Linked DNA regions of Mus musculus: all the other regions are linked to region 2. A link is a contact called in public HiChIP or PLAC-seq data. All regions are on one chromosome and are shown on one strand. The core of a region is the stretch at or near the end of the contact, and the rest is flanking DNA. Distances in the headings are between cores, read along the strand shown.

What was found. HiChIP or PLAC-seq counts read pairs in DNA pulled down with a chosen protein or histone mark.
Region 1: a contact with region 2 is called in an HNF4G HiChIP or PLAC-seq map of pancreatic cancer cells. The contact joins the enhancer-like site here to the promoter of Ankrd23 in region 2. A contact is called at or near these places in 4 of 39 promoter capture datasets (hippocampal neurons, liver, pre-B cells and 1 more) and 1 of 115 datasets of contacts at active chromatin or transcription factors (pancreatic cancer cells).
Region 3: an HNF4G HiChIP or PLAC-seq map of pancreatic cancer cells shows a contact between it and region 2. The contact joins the promoter of Eif5b here to the promoter of Ankrd23 in region 2. A contact is called at or near these places in 1 of 39 promoter capture datasets (liver), 2 of 115 datasets of contacts at active chromatin or transcription factors (astrocytes and pancreatic cancer cells) and 1 of 9 other capture datasets (liver).

Annotation. Positions count from the first base shown.
Region 1 is chr1:37,710,715-37,713,638 of GRCm38.p6, forward strand. The region is part of intron 1 of Cracdl (capping protein inhibiting regulator of actin like); the gene reads right to left. Among named protein-coding and RNA genes, the nearest start is that of Cracdl, 7.6 kb to the right of the region's middle. Within about 2 kb of position 1,422, at least 23 of the 459 cell types and tissues checked have an H3K27ac peak or open chromatin away from gene starts, as enhancers often do. A contact at or near this core is called in pancreatic cancer cells, where this site is marked.
Region 2 is chr1:36,534,396-36,537,144 of GRCm38.p6, forward strand. It overlaps Ankrd23 (ankyrin repeat domain 23), which reads right to left and starts at 1,344. Exons shown (of 9, transcript NM_153502.4): 1 at 1,287-1,344; 2 at 1-42. The coding sequence starts at 1,313.
Region 3 is chr1:37,996,638-37,999,628 of GRCm38.p6, forward strand. Eif5b (eukaryotic translation initiation factor 5B) reads left to right here and starts at 1,373. Exons shown (of 24, transcript NM_198303.2): 1 at 1,373-1,687. The coding sequence starts at 1,653. Txndc9 (thioredoxin domain containing 9) reads right to left here and starts at 571. Exons shown (of 5, transcript NM_172054.4): 1 at 472-571.

The DNA of each region.
Region 1 (2,924 bases), core at 172-2,671, 1.2 Mb after region 2:
TGCTGCTAAACGGGGAAGGGTTGGAAATGATTTCAGTATGATCTATCCAAGATGAGGCTTAGATGAGGAAATTAAGACCTAACCCCAGAATGGAACGTCTCCCAGCCACGAAACTGGTGCAAAGAACAAATGTCTAATAGACCAGTGGAATGTAGAAGAGAAACTCCATACAGATATTACTTTTGAAAAGGCAGTCCATAGAGCAATATGCACATCAACCCTGCTTCCTAAATATGTTCATGCCACAGGATCTGCCAAACACTGGGGTCCCAGGACCCAGACCAAGGCAACTCAAATCTGCAGACGCTCCAATCTCTTTGCTGTTTCTCCTACAAGTTCATTTGTATGAACACTTGTTTCTTAGCTGATGGCACTATTTGGGCTGGTTGTGAGGTCTTTAGGACATGGGATCCAGCTGAGGAGGTTTGCTGGAGGGTAGGCTTTGTGTGTGTGTGTGTGTGGGGGGGGGGGTATGTGTGTGTGTGTGGGGGGGGTATGTGGCTCTGCTTCCAGTATGATCTCTCTGAGATGCTCGCTCAATTGCTGAGACATGAGGCATCTCGCCGGCACAGTCACCATGAACTCTTATCATGCCTTCTTTACTACAAGGAACCGTCCTTCAAACAACATAAAGTCCTTCCTTTCTTAAGTTGCTTTCTTGTCAATTATTCGATCATAGCAATGATAGAAACCACTACACCCTTAAGGAAAATGTCAGGGCTAGAAAGATTGCTCATTGGTTAGTGCTTGCTGGATCTGAGTTTGATTCCCAGCCCCCACACTAGGTGGCTCATAATTACAACTCCAGCTCCAGGGGATCTGGTACCCTCTTCTGTTCCCTGAGGGCACCCACTCACATGTGTCATACATACATACACATAGACACATATACATAAACCAAAACAATTCTATTAAAATGGTATAGTATTTGCATAGAAACTACATATAGTCTCCCACATACTTCAAATCATTTCTAGATTATTTATAATGCCTGACACAATGCAAATGTTATGCAAATAGCTGATAAGCTTCATTGTTTAGAGAACAGAGACAGGGCGGGGGAGGAAGTCTATGTGTACTCAGTACAGTGTTTTCAAATGTCTTCAATTTGCGGTTGGTTGAACTCATGGAATCAGAACCCACAGCTACCAAGGCTGAGTGCACATTCTTACACAGTGCATTCATGGGTCTTCAGTACAGCACAGACAGGTGTTTGGAAGGCTTTCCCCCAAATGATATGGAGATAGCTGCTCCTTTTCTGCTGCTGGCTTTGCCTGATGGTGGAAACCATGGAGCCTCCCAGCATCTGGCCTGGTACCACACACGAGAACGGTCAAGGAGCAGTTCCATGGCCGTGAGCAAAAGCCAAGTCTGGACCAAACCTGGTCTATCCAACAGGCCTGATCAGTGCAGTTCGTTCTGCTCTGGCCTTCCCTGTTTGCTCAGGCGGATCCTCCTTCACCTACAGCCTCCCGGTGTCTCTCTGTTCTAGAATGTAATACCAGATAAGACTCACCTACCACAACACCTCAACCCCAAGGCCTGCGTTTTCTCATGAAGATCATGAGGAAAACATTGAGAACATGAGCCAGGCCTCAGAAAATTATAACTGACTCCTCCAAATGACAACGCATGTATCCTGAGATCCCACCCACAACCTAACTGTGTGTGGAAAGCATATGGACACAAAGATATAAAGATATACAGAGGGGTACAAAGGAGCTAATTTCCAACAGAGATTCTGGCGGGTGCCTAACAATTATTCAAAACGACGTGGATTTTAGGTCCTCTGGAAATGATCCGTTTACAGAGTGAGTCACCAACCCTGGGAAGAGATAAGGCTGTGTGCTATCAGACTTTTAGTGGGTGTATTAGTCAGGGTTCTCTAGAGTCACAGAACTTATGGGTAGTCTCTATATAGTAAGGGAATTTGTTGATGACTTACAGTCTGCAGTCCAACTACCAGCAATGGTCAGCAGCAGCTGTAAATGGAAGTCCAAGGATCTAGCAGTTGCTCAGTCCCACAAGGCAAACAGACGGAGAGAGAGTAAATCTTCCTTCTTCCAATGTCTTTATGTAAGTCTCCAGGAGAAGGTGTAGCCCAGATTAAAGGTGTGTGCCACCACGCCTTTCATCCCAGATGACCTTGAACTCAGAGATCTCCGTGTCTTAAGTCTTAATCTTCTGGAATTCATAGCCACTATGCCTCAAGATCTCCCTGCCAAGATCCAGGTCAGAAACTTCTATCTCCCAGACTCCAGATTAGGATCACTGGAAAGCCTTCCAATTCTGAATTGTAGTTCATTCCAGATATAGATAGTCAAATTGACAACCAGGGATAGCCACTACAGTGGGTGAGTTTGTCCCTCATCTCCTCATCGCCATTGCCCTTAGGATATAACTTCTAAGTCACAAGTTGTGTGCATGGGAAGGTCCAAAAAGAGTGTACTGGGGTGGGGGGGGGAGGGTTGGAACATTCAGAGCTCAACAGTTGGGATTACATACACTATTGCAGAGGGCTCAGTTCCCAAACCCTCATTAGATGGCTCAGAGCTGACTGTAACTCCAGCTCCATGGGATCTGACACTGTCTTCTGGCTGCCACAGCACTGAATTCATAAGCATTCATGCTTAGTGGTGTTTTGTTGCAATAGAAACCCTAAGACATGTATGTATGTATGTATGTATGTATGTATGTATGTATGTATGCATTATGTATGTATTCATGCATGCATGTATGCAAGCATGTATGTATGACTGAGATATAAAACAAGATCATATTGGGATAGCAGGTACAGACCAGAGGTGACACTCTGGAATGGTCACTGCAACTCCCATGTCAGCTGCAGAGATGCAAACAGAACTCAAGAGAATGTGTGGACCCTGTGCCCACCCATGTAGGCAATGTGCCTGGCCACAGAGCCA
Region 2 (2,749 bases), core at 94-2,593:
TCCAAACTCCAACGCTTTCCTATCAACTCTTTCTCCACTTACCTGCAGGACACGTAGGATAGATTAAGGATCGGGACAACTGTAGGGGTGCTTTGAAATCAGTGGTGGCATGGCATTAAGATGGCAGAGCCCAGACATACAAAGAGCAGATGTGAACCTGGGAGTCAGTCTGACTCTTCCTGCTGAATACTTCCTGGTTGGCTGCACTGTTGGCATGCAGGCACATGTGCACACGCATGTACACACACACACACACATACACACCACCTGCAATTTTCACCAACTGTGGCAATGGCCAAGGCCCAGGGGAAATGACTGGCTGTCCCTATCAGCAGATCACAGAGTTGAGGGGGTGGAGTCTATTTATACTGCTGTGTTCATGCCAGGTGACACCTTAGCTTCCACCCTGCGCTTCTACCCGCAGATTCCTATGAGGTTATGCCACACTGCCACCTGACTCGAGCTTAGAGATGAGAGGCCCTTGGGCCAAATTCCAAATCCCTGCTTTCAGCCCTTGGGTCTTAGAGAAATTATGTTTCTGCCTCGGTAAGATGGGCTCAGTGACCATCCACTACAGCCTACCCATTCCCTTAGCAGCCACCCGGGGAGCCAGAGAACACATAGGTTGCAGATGCTGGGAGAGAAGAACAGGCTGAGGCTTCTGGCCAAATGGCCTAGCTTTCCCTTCTAAGCCACTGTAACAACCTCAAGCCCCTAGGACCCGGCTTGGACATTTACCTCCCAGAGGGGCCACCACACCACAGTGAGACATGTGTGCCCCATACCCTCTTTGCCCCACGTCACCAGCATCACATAGCTGTACTGCCATGGCTATTTCTCTCGCTGCTGGGGGAAATCCAGGAACACCCCTTAAAGTGACCAGACCCTCTGGAAAGTTCCATCTGGACCGCCTCTTGCTTGACCTAAAGGAACTGTGCGTACAGCTATATCCATGGCTACCAGAATAACTATCACCATTTCTCTTCCACCATCCAACAAGGGCAAACCTACAAGTTTGAGGGTGCAGCTCTTTGGTAGGGTGCTACCCTCACATGTGTGAAGCCCCAAGATGGACCCCCAGAACCACATTCACCAAAACCAAACAGACTCAGTAACTCGAGTTCCCCCATCCTCTCGCAGCTCCTTCCCCTCACATGAGACCTGACCCTCAGATCCCAGAAAGCCTACCCTCACTCAGCCAGACTTCGCTACTCTGGCCACATGCTCTGGGTCCCTGCGCCTTGTCCTGAATCTTCAGCGGTCACCCATCCTCCTCACATCCTTACCAACTGCTCAATGCTGATGAAGTCCATGGTCCCCCCTTGCTCTCCATGCACCTAGCGAATTGAGCTCAGCTCTTTTATGGGAGAGCACTCTCTTGGGGGAGGGAAAGGACAAAGCTTGTGCCCAGGCCAGATGACTCTGGGGCCCTGTCACACTGACCAAAATACCGTTCTGGGAATGTGGCCCACTGGGGGCGGGAAAAGGAGCTGTCTGGTGCTGAGTTGGCAGTCTCCTCCCTTGGACACCCACTACCCTGCACCTGCTGCACCCACATCTACCAGGGAGCCATTTTACCACCCCATGGTCTGGGATGCCTGGGCCAGACTCAAGGGAAACGTCTCTTACTCTTCAGTTTAGAACCCACTGGTGAGAAGCCCAGGCTCACAGTATAGATCTGGCTGCCTGAGATGCTGCAGAGTGCCCAGTGCAGTCAGCCCAGCACAAAGCAGGCAACCTACAGAGGACCTCAGGAGCAATGACATAAGAGGCTGACCTAATGCCTTGTGAATTCTCATGGGCTACGTGATGAAACTAGGCTTCATACCATTTCCCAACTGGCTAGTCTTAAGGCTGCCCTTCCCTCCCAGATTTGTCCCTCAGCCGGCTGACAGCCAGCATGGCCTCCTGCCCAGCCTGTCATCAGCCCTCATATGGCTGAAGGAGCCTTCCAGGTCCACATCAGATACTCTCTGGGCATGAAGCATGCCCTTCAACAGGGCAAGGGGACGGAGACCTGCTCCAGGTCTTGCTCCGTCTGTCAATAGCCATGACGGCCAGCCACGAAGCAAACTGTTTTTAGCCAACAAAAATCAAATACCTAATTCTTGAGAAGCCAGGAATGCTTTTCACTCCGCTGTGCCCTGAACTCCAGCGTGACCTTTGAGAGGAAATCAGATACCCAGTAAACAAGATTCTTGCACAGGCAGCATCAACAGAGATGACCATGTAAGCTCGAGGGGAGGGGTGGCTAAAAGGACTGAAGACCATGGAGGGTCAGCAGTGTGCTTTTTAAAGCGGCCTGGGTATGCTGGCCCTGCAAAAACACCCTTGGTGATGAGGAAAAACACTTACTCCTAAGGAAGAAGGCAGATAAAGTCAGAGTAAGCCGGGCAGTGGTGGCGCACGCCTTTCATCCCAGCACTCGGGAGGCAGAAGCAGGTGGATTTCTGAGTTCGAGGCCAGCCTGGTCTAGAGTGAGTTCCAGGACAGCTGGGGCTACACAGAGAAACCCTGTCTCAAAAAAAAAAAAAAAAAAAAAAAAAAAAAAGAAAGAAAGAAAGAAAGAAAGAAAAGAAGAGAAAAGAAAAAAAGAAAGAGTAGCTCTGCTCTCCACTGTTCTACACTTGATGCAGCTGGGCATGGTTGCACTCGACTGTTATTCCAGTACTCGGTTGGGTAGAGGTGGCGCACACCTTTAATCGGAGCACTCTGGAGGCAGAGGCAGAAGCATTACTGGGAATTTGAG
Region 3 (2,991 bases), core at 123-2,622, 1.5 Mb after region 2:
TCAGAATCTGCATCACAGTATTCGTTTATCACCGAGAATTTCACAGGAGACCTTTACGTTTAAATGCGGAGCTTCACGCGACTAAAAGTGCTGCCCTGAATTAGGCGGAGGTGGTCACTGCCTTTATATTGGGGGTAAGGACATAACTTTCTATTTATTGAACCAAATCGAGTATTATTCTTACCGACGAACTGGGGGCCCTGACACCTATGTACTCCCCTACAAACTCCTAACCGAAACCCTAACCCCATGTACCTGTCAGCAGACTCTTCGCCACTCCCTGAGCTCAAGAGACTGGTGGAGTAGTTCCGGGGGGACCCGATTTCGCACTAACTGGGGCGCATGCGCCGTAGCCTCCGCAGCCGCCCAGACGAGGCCCTCCCAGCCGCTCCCTCGATCCCAGCCGAGGATGTGTCCTTCATCAACACTGGGACGCTGTGGCACTATCGGCCACATCACCCTCAGCCGTACCTGGACTATTGATGAGGCCTACGGAGAGAGGAAGCCGCAGATCAAGAATACCCACCGGGTTCACACAGGTTTCAACCTCGCAGCAATTGTTAAGGGCAGAGAAGGGGCTGTTAACTCCGCCACTTCATTGGCTACAGTCCTCTCGCGATACAATGTGAGACACTCGCGGAAAGGGCGGTGGCGAGTGACGAAAGCCTCGGAGAAGCCCTATCCTCCGCCACCCGGAACTACTGGCTTCCGAGCCTACGCTTCACGTGGGCTAATGGCCGGAGGGATGGGCGCTAGGCACGTTGGGAATTGTAGTTCTTTGTGCACTGACTGCGGGTCCCGGCTCTACCGGGAAACGAGCCGGGTCTTGAGCCTGAGTGACAGAGGGGCTTCATTTCTCGTTGTGTTTAATAGTTTCGAAAGTGTAGCTTACAGTACATTATAATTTATACACAGCTCACACTAGTAACATCGCCCCGAAACATGGAGAAAATTTTCACCATGCCAGGATCTTCCCTCCTGACTTTCTTAGGCACATGAATTTTTAGAACTTGCTCATACGAAGATTCATATTAGGGGACCCGTTGCTGTGTCCTTATGTCTTTTTCCCCTTAATAAATGTACACAGTTGACAATTCATGAGTGTTTCTGAGAGGGATCCCATTTTTTGTCCTGCCACCCCCAGAACGCTCATCATTGACTCTTTGTGGTCCTGTAATGGACTTCCCGCAGCTGAGGCCGCGTAGGCAGGGGAGAATTTTCAGTCCCACTTCTGCGTCGAAAGCCAGCCCCGGGAAGGGTGCCGACGTGAGAAATGAACGGCCTCATTGTCGTCCTCTAGGTTCTAGAACCCGGGATCCGCCGGACGTCGGTGCGCGGCGCTCACTTGCGGCGAGGGGGCGCCTGGGTTCCCACCTGGCCGGCGGCTCTACTGGAGACGCTCTAGCCGAAGCGCCGCTCTCGATGAGCCGCGCCCTGCGTCCCCACGCCGAGGCGGCGGGGCGATGCGCTTGCGTACTGAGGGCTCACACCATATGTGCCCTGTCCCAGTGCGCGGGTCTGTGGAGAGCCGGGTGCGAGAGGCGGCGGCGCGAGGGGGACCGAGCCGAGCGGGCATTGGAGTCAGCCGGGAGACAGTGGGTCTGTGAGACACCGAACCGAGGGGCCGGGGCCGCGAGCGCCGTTGACAAGCGATGGGGAAGAAACAGAAAAACAAGAGCGAAGACAGGTAGGCGGCGGGGCTCGGGCCGGGGGTCCTCCGGGAGTCGCGCGGGGCCCTGGATGGGCGAGCCTCGACGGGGCGCGTCCCGCGGCCGGGGCTCGGGCTGGGGTCCGAGGCGTGGGGCTGAGGGGCTCGGAGGTCGTTTGGGGGTCCGGGCGGTGTGGGGCCGGGCTCGGGCGCTGCTAAGCCAGGCCTACGGCCCAGGTGAGTGCGAGCCGGGCCCGGAGAGCCCGGGTGGGGCGGGCCGGGAACGGCTCCCTCGCCTCCCCTGGCCCTGGGAACGCCTCCCAGAGCGGCTCAGGAACTTCGGAGGTGCTCGGGGTTGCGGAGAGGTAGCCCAGCGGCTCCCTCCTCCCGTGTGCCAAGTTGGAAACACTTCTGGGGTTATTTAAAGTCCCGGTTGCCCAGTCCTGCTTTCTGGCTTTCCATTTTCCGGCCTCTTTTTTTTTTTTTTTTTGCGTATGTCTTGGCTTCCTACCGCTTCCCTTAAGAAAGGAGGAGGGGAAGAAACCAGTCAAGGGTCGCTGCTTTCTAACCTTAAAAGAAAAAGCCTTTTCAGGGGAAGGAGTGTGTGTTTATGAGCTACTTAGGCGGAGATTTGGGGAGCATGCCTGTGCCACGTTCGATTAAGTTCTTTTACCCTTTTCAGTTGAGTTGACTTCCTGGGCGTCTGCAACCATCTGTTCCATTTCATCTTTAAGTAATGGCCATTCAACTTAATTTAAAACACTACAGGTAACCGAAAACAAAACCAAGCCTTGTGGCACTTCATCGCTGTGGCTCACACAGACATGGTTTTGAAGTTAAAGCTGTTGAAGTGTATGTCGGAACACTTAAGTGTGTGGACCTCGCAGTTGGCTATCTGGCAAGAAGAATTTAAAGACTAGGCTTGTATTTTGGTTTTAGGTCTGTTGGAGAATGTAAACTGGTCTGCGGAATAGATTCTGGGTTTCTTGTGGCAGAGTTAGTGTTTATGAGGAACAGGGTTTATTACAGATTTAGATGTGAGCATTAAGAGGGACAACAGAGGAGGGTTCTGTAGAGCAGGGAAGCTGAGAACTTCCTCTAGAATGGGGGTAGGGCTTCTCAAAGAGTGGCCTGAAAGTTACTGTTAGTCAAATCAGGAGAATAAAAAGAGGTAAGCAGATATTCCTGAACCTTTGGTAGGACATTGGCATACGTGAGTAACATTTTATTTATTTATATTTTTCTGAGAAGAATTTTGAGTTCTATCAGTCATCTATCTATGTATGTACTCTGCATTGTCTGTTTCTGTGTTAAATCATCACCCTACCCTGCCTTTGCCGGTC